Linked DNA regions of Ovis aries: region 1 is linked to region 2. A link is a contact called in public Hi-C data. All regions are on one chromosome and are shown on one strand. Each heading gives the region's core, a stretch centred on a gene start, on an enhancer-like site or on the middle of the called end of the contact. The rest is flanking DNA. Distances are from core to core; before and after follow the strand shown. Region 1 overlaps HIPK2 (homeodomain interacting protein kinase 2). Region 2 overlaps HIPK2 (homeodomain interacting protein kinase 2).

Evidence for each region. A called contact is a pair of places that touch in the nucleus more often than the background predicts.
Region 1: a contact with region 2 is called in a Hi-C map of liver, with 3 times the contacts expected there. The contact joins two enhancer-like sites. A contact is called at or near these places in 5 of 16 Hi-C or Micro-C datasets (blood, liver, mixed tissues and 1 more).

Annotation. Positions count from the first base shown.
Region 1 is chr4:104,662,853-104,666,033 of ARS-UI_Ramb_v3.0, forward strand. All of the region lies in intron 1 of HIPK2 (homeodomain interacting protein kinase 2), which reads right to left. Among named protein-coding and RNA genes, the nearest start is that of HIPK2, 14 kb to the right of the region's middle. Within about 2 kb of position 1,344, at least 2 of the 54 cell types and tissues checked have an H3K27ac peak or open chromatin away from gene starts, as enhancers often do. A contact at or near this core is called in liver, where this site is marked.
Region 2 is chr4:104,623,431-104,626,553 of ARS-UI_Ramb_v3.0, forward strand. The region is part of intron 1 of HIPK2 (homeodomain interacting protein kinase 2); the gene reads right to left. Among named protein-coding and RNA genes, the nearest start is that of HIPK2, 53 kb to the right of the region's middle. Within about 2 kb of position 1,576, at least 3 of the 54 cell types and tissues checked have an H3K27ac peak or open chromatin away from gene starts, as enhancers often do. A contact at or near this core is called in liver, where this site is marked.

The DNA of each region.
Region 1 (3,181 bases), core at 94-2,593, 39 kb after region 2:
GCACATTTCACTTTCACTTCCCTCATGTGAAAACGTTACCAGCGAAGTTCAAAATATCTTTCGGAGAAAAGGGAGACCAGCAGGACTGAACACAGCACTTGAGTCCCATGGAGAAAGCCACGGATTAGGTGTGCCTGATGGCAGAGTCACCCTCTGACAATAGAGACACATTCACACCCACTGACAGACTCGCTATCAGAACGACTTTCTTTAATCATCACTCTCAAATTGAGAAGATACACTAGAGGCTCTAAAAGGGTGACTTCTGCAGGTTTCTATACAAAGAAAGATCTTCATACAAAGATCTGTACAAACAAAAGTCGTGTGCTGCTTTAACAAGTCTTGGGAAGTGTCTACAATGCATGTGAAGGCGACTCGAGCAGAGAAGACAGAAACGACAGCTGAGGCTCTATCTTCCTAGACTGCGTGGTCTGATGGGGCAGGCAGATGGAAAACACACACATCCAGACACATGGATGCCTGAACACGCCAAGCGCCACGAAGAAAAAAAGCAGGGTGTCCTGAGATCAGACAGGAGGCATTTACTTTACAGGAGGAAGTGACATTTCGGTTGTGACTACAGAGTAAGTGGGAGCTGGCCAGGCAGAGAGTGGGCGAGCCTTCCACATTAGACTGCGAGCAAAGGTGCTGAAGCAGGAAGGAGCAGAGGATGGTCACCCAGGGGCAAAGGGAAGACTCACCTAAAGTGAGGCTGCAGAAGTCCACAAGGGCTGTACGGTAGCCATGTGACTCAGGATTTGGGATTTTACTCCAAGTGTCAGGGGAAGCCGCTGGCCATCCCAAACGGGACAGCGGTCACATCTGAGTTACACTGAGAATCAACGTGGAGATTGGCTGGAAGCTCAAGAATGAATGGCGGGGTTGGGTGGGTGGGACAGGTCGAGAGGCGGTTCAGAGAAGATGTGAAGCTGGATTAGACGAGGCTGCGTGTGTCAGTCACTTCAGTCGTGCTGGACTCTGTGATGCCAAGGACTGTAGCCCACCCATCTCCTCTGTCCATGGGATTCTCCAGGCAGGAATAGTGGAGTGGGTCACCACGCCCTCCTCCAGGGGAGCTTCCTGACCCAGGGATAGAACCCATGTCTCCTGCAATGCAGGCGGATTCTTTACCCTCTGAGCCACCTGGGAAGCTGGTTGATGCTGCAGGGGTCCAAACTATACCCTGAAGGCAGAATTCAGCCCAAAGCCGGTTTGGGTAAACAGAGCTTTATTGGAACACCACCCCACCTGCTCATTTACGTATGGTCTACAACGGCTTTCACTATCAGGGCAGAGCCGAGTAGCTGTGACAGAGGCCATTTGGCCTAAAATATCTGCTATGTGGCCCTTTCGAGAAAGTCTGCTGACCGATGGACTAGCAGGGTGGCAGTAGAGAGAGACAAAGTTCACTGTGTAAAACTGATTGTCGCTATTTGCAGATTCCATAATCTCACTAATATTTATTTGTAACTTCAAAATCAATCCTCGGCAGGTGCTTTCACAGTCACCCCGGGCACGCACACACTGCCAGGAAAAATCTGGGCTGCGTGATGCCTGATGCCTGTGTTCCCAGCTGAGGTCAAACGAGGTCGGGCTCTGACTTCTTGCTTCAGCTCTTATATCAATACTATAAGCGAGCTTACTTTCCATGGTCTATTTAGGACCACGTTTTTCACATTTGGGGGTGTTTTTTGTTTGGGATTTTTAAATGACCCCCCAAGCATCATGATGAATGGGTGTCTAGTGTTTCTAAGTGTGAGTAGGCTGAGACGTGTCTTACAGAAAAATACATGTGTTCGCTAAGCTTCATTCCAGCACGGGTTATAGTGCTGTGGGCTGCAAGTTCAACGCTAATCAATCAACAGTGTGTATTAAAGAAGGTGTCATTCAACAAAAACACACATAAAACACAAGGTTCTGCAGTGATCAGCTGATGAAAATATGACCAGAGACTCACAGAAAGCCAATCCTAGGGGCAGCGGTTCATCGTCCCCTAACGTGGCACCCGCAGTGACTTCACAGAATGTAACCACAGTGAAAAACAAGAGTGGCTGTACTGGGGAGGCAAAAATCAATACAATTCAGTGACGGATTAAATATAAAGTAAAACGAAGTTGAGGATGACTCTCCGGTTTCTGTTATGAACTACTGGAAGAAGATGTTGTTTATGGAAATAAAGATTTCTGGGAGAAGTACACACTTCGGGTGGTTGAACAAGACTTTTCTCTTTTACACGTTACAAGTCTGAGATGCTTGTAAGACATCCAAATAGAGATGTCGTGTAGATTGTGGGCTTTGTGACTTTGGAGCACAAAAAAAAAGGAGTCTAGGTAAAGACACAACTTTGGGAGTCACTGACACACAGAGGTGGTGTGTGAAAGCCCTCGGGGATAGTTATGGTCCCCCAACAGCAGGAGGAACTCTGAGCCTTCCTGAATTTGTGGGCAGGTGAACTTCAATCTTTATCCAGGTGCTTTGATTTGTTTAATATAAAAACACTTAGAGGAGGAAATTAGGTTAACCTGGTGGCCTGTATCTTTGTTGTTTCGTTGCTAAGTCGTGTTCCACTCTTTGTGACCTCATGGACTGTAGCCTGCCAGGCTTCTCTGTCCATGGGCTTTTCCAGGCAAGAATACTGGAGTGGGTTGCCATTTCATCCTCCAGGGGGATATTCCCCACCCAGGAATCGAACCTGTGTCTCCTGCACTGCAGGCAGATTCTTTACCACTGAGCCACCAGGGAAGTATCTAGAACCAGTATCTGTATCTAATCTAACCAGATTAATGGCCATACTCCTTGATCTAATAATGCTGCTTTGAAGAACTGATCCTAAAACCCAGACACCCCTTAATGTTACCCCGAGTGACACTGAGAAATGATTCAGGATAGAAGAACCAGAAACAACTTTAACATCTGGGGAATGTCGCACTAACAAAACTAGCAATATTTTCCTCTGTGATTTCTTTGACAGATTCTAAACTTAGAAATGTCAACCCCTCTGGAGGTTTAATAAATACCACTTCTGTTTCCTCCCAGCTTTCTTTAAAAATGGATTTAAAAAAAAAAATCCATTGATATATTTTACCTTTCTCCATGAAAATGCAGGCTGCTTCAGGGTAGGGGCGCTCATCTGTTTCACTCACTGCTGCACCCCTAGCACCTAGAGCAATCGCTGGCTTCC
Region 2 (3,123 bases), core at 326-2,825:
ACTGAAGAAGCTGGTGTGAAGCCCTACCACCAGATACTCACCTTACTGTCATCTAACATGCAGTTAACAAGGTGGAGAGCAGCTGTTGTGACTGGGTTTGCTCTGTGTCAGACTCTAGGTGTGCACACCTCACAACTAACTGTAAGGTCAAGTGCATTTCCCATTTTATTTTTTATTTTTTAGTTCTACCAGTTTGTTGCTACCAACCCATTTCCCTCCACCCTCATACAAACATGCTCAGTCATGTGACCCCATGGACTGCAGCCTGCCAGGCTCCTCTATCCATGGACTTTTCCAGGCAAGAATACTGGAGTGGGTTGCCATTTCCTTCTCCTGCATTTCCCATTTTAAAGACAGGTAAGCCGAGTGTGAAAGTGTGTGAGTTGCTCAGTCATGTCTGACTCTTTGTGACCCCATGGTATGTAGCCCACCAGGCTCCCCTGTCCATGGGGATTCTTCAGGCAAGAATACTGGAGTGGGTTACCATTCCCTTCTCCAGGGGATCTTTCTGACCCAGGGATTGAACCCAGGCCTCCTGCATTACAGGCAGATTCTTTGCCATTTGAGCCACCACAGTAGTCCAAGTTGAGTTTAGGGAGATGATTTAGCTTGTCCAAGCTCACTCTACCACTACCAGCAGGGCTGGGATCTGAACTGAGGTCTGCCTGACTCACAAATCCGTGCTGTTAACCCTTTCTTCTTCATGCTTTAGGGTCTTGGAGTCAAAGCATCAACTAAGGGGAGAAGTACCATAACAGCCAAAAAAAAAAAAAAAAGAAACCTGACGTGTGAGAGGAGACTGATCTAAAGTAGGGGGTAGGCTGACTGCACACCACCTGGGAAATCAATGCACTCCCCAACAGTGCTCCCAAGTCACTGGCATTTCTCTGTCCTCTGGCTAGGATGACACTGGAGAAATACAACCATTCAAAACTATTCACATAAATTTACCGCCTGAAAGAGGTAAATTCACTTCTCTGATACCTAGTGGCATAGTGGACAGAACACTGGTCTTGGGTGAGCTGACCTGGGCTTTCCCAGCAGGGAGGACCTGGACTAAAGACCTGCCTGAAAGAACAGAAAGGAAGCAGCAGAAACCTAAGACTGTGCAGAGAAGAGAGGCAAGACACACTGACGGGCGGGACGAAAGGGCAGAGGCGAGGGAGCAATCAAACAGTAATGTCTGGGGGCCGAAAGGAGTGGGGTTCCACGGATGGTGACACTGAAGACTGGAGGTGGTCTGAAAGTGTTGTTTCTCCTAGGGGATGGGATAATGAAATGCGTTTTCAAACAAGGTGAATGACAAACACTGAGAGGAGATCCAAGTAGAAATATACAGCGTTCAACCCTTCATACTGAAACTCTGAGACAAGGAAGTGCTGAATTTACCAAAGTCACAGTGTCTGGAGCTGCTGGTCACTGACGATCAAGCACGTACTTGCCATTTGCTGAGTTGAACCTCAAATGAAGATAAACCATTTGGAAAGAGAATGGAAATCAATAAGATGGGCTCAGGCTGTACAGCATGAATCAGAGGGGGAAGAGGGCAAGGTGACCCTGAACCAGTCCATGCACAAGCCCAAGGGCAAAGGGGTGGAGCCCAAAACGTGGCCCAACAAAGATGAGCAGGTCAGAGTGACAAAAATATGGAAAGGGAAAAAGACTGAAATCAAAGGTTCATGTTCTATGACTGGAAATGGTGTTGCCAAAGATGAGAGCAGAGTCCAGTAGGGAGATATTGCTTTGGGAGAGATTTCACTGTAGGATTAGTAATGACAGAGCGGAGACATTCTATAGGTACCAGGAGAAAAAGGAGGAGAGGAGAATGGGCAAGGGGTCGCTGACCTGAGGGCTGTCCCCAACACCTCTATGAACATGGAATCCATGTGGGAAAAGCTGCTCCCCAGGAGAAATGGAGTAGAAAGTAGAGCAGATGGCAAATAAAGTAATCCTTGGGGACACAGACGTTGTCAAACACTATGAGTCACACGGAGATGTCAAGGATAAAACGATGGAAAAAAAAAAAAACCCAAACAATTAAGGGAACAGAAAAAGGGCTACAGGGCCTGGCTGAGAATAAGCCACCAACCCATTTTTTTTCCCCCACAGGGTCAGGAGGAGAGAAAGAAGGGGTGCTCCCCTGGGAAAAGAACCAAAAGCACCATGTTATGCTCCTTGCTTTCCCAAGAAATGGAATTCTCTTAGACTTTCAAAATCCTTTACGTCATCTTCTTTGAATCTGCAAATTCTACCATAAGCTGTGTTTCTTCAGTTGACACAATATCCTCTTCCTACCATTTACAAATTCTCCACATACCTATCTACCTACTGGCTCATTATTCATCCAAATCAGCCCTTCTCCACGTTCCGACTGACTTTCTCTTTCTGCCTCCCAAATTCCCCTTTCTATGTCTCTGCCTCATTGCCTGGGACTAGGCCATAAGTCACTGTGGATGTACCAGCCTTTCACTGCTGTGGGTAGGTACATGCAGCCTACAGATTGATTAGCTAGAGGCCATGTTACCAAGAGTTCATAAGCAATCTGAAAATTGCCAATCCAAGAGGATTCTGGTGAAGGAAAGAAAGTTATGATAAAACATGCATGCTTGTTTTAGGAAACTAGAGAATCAATGAGAGGAAAACAAATTTTATACACACACATACATATATATACACTCAAAACTCAAAAACTGTTTTCAAGGGAACTCCCTGGAGATCCAGTGGTTAGGACTCGGTGTTCTCATTGCCGAGGGCCCAGGTTCAACAATCTGTAACTTGACCGCCTCTGTGAAGACCCTCCCTTAACTGAAGTCACCTTCTGAGGTCCTGGGGTTAGGAATTAAACACATGAGTTTCTACAGGCGGGGAGACAATTCAACACTTAATGGTAGGTTTAAGGAAACCAAAAGCATTTTGCTACAGCATAACTTTCTCAGGACATACTGTCATTATTTTCTAAGAACTCTCTTTGTTTCTCCCTCCTTGGAGACAAGACAGTCCACGCTGTGACTTCCCTATGTCTTGCCTCAAAGGACCCTGGAGGAGATGTCACTTAGTTAAATATTATACAAGCAAAAGCTAAGTGATTACTTTAAATTAAATTCTGCATAAGTTTAGGTGACT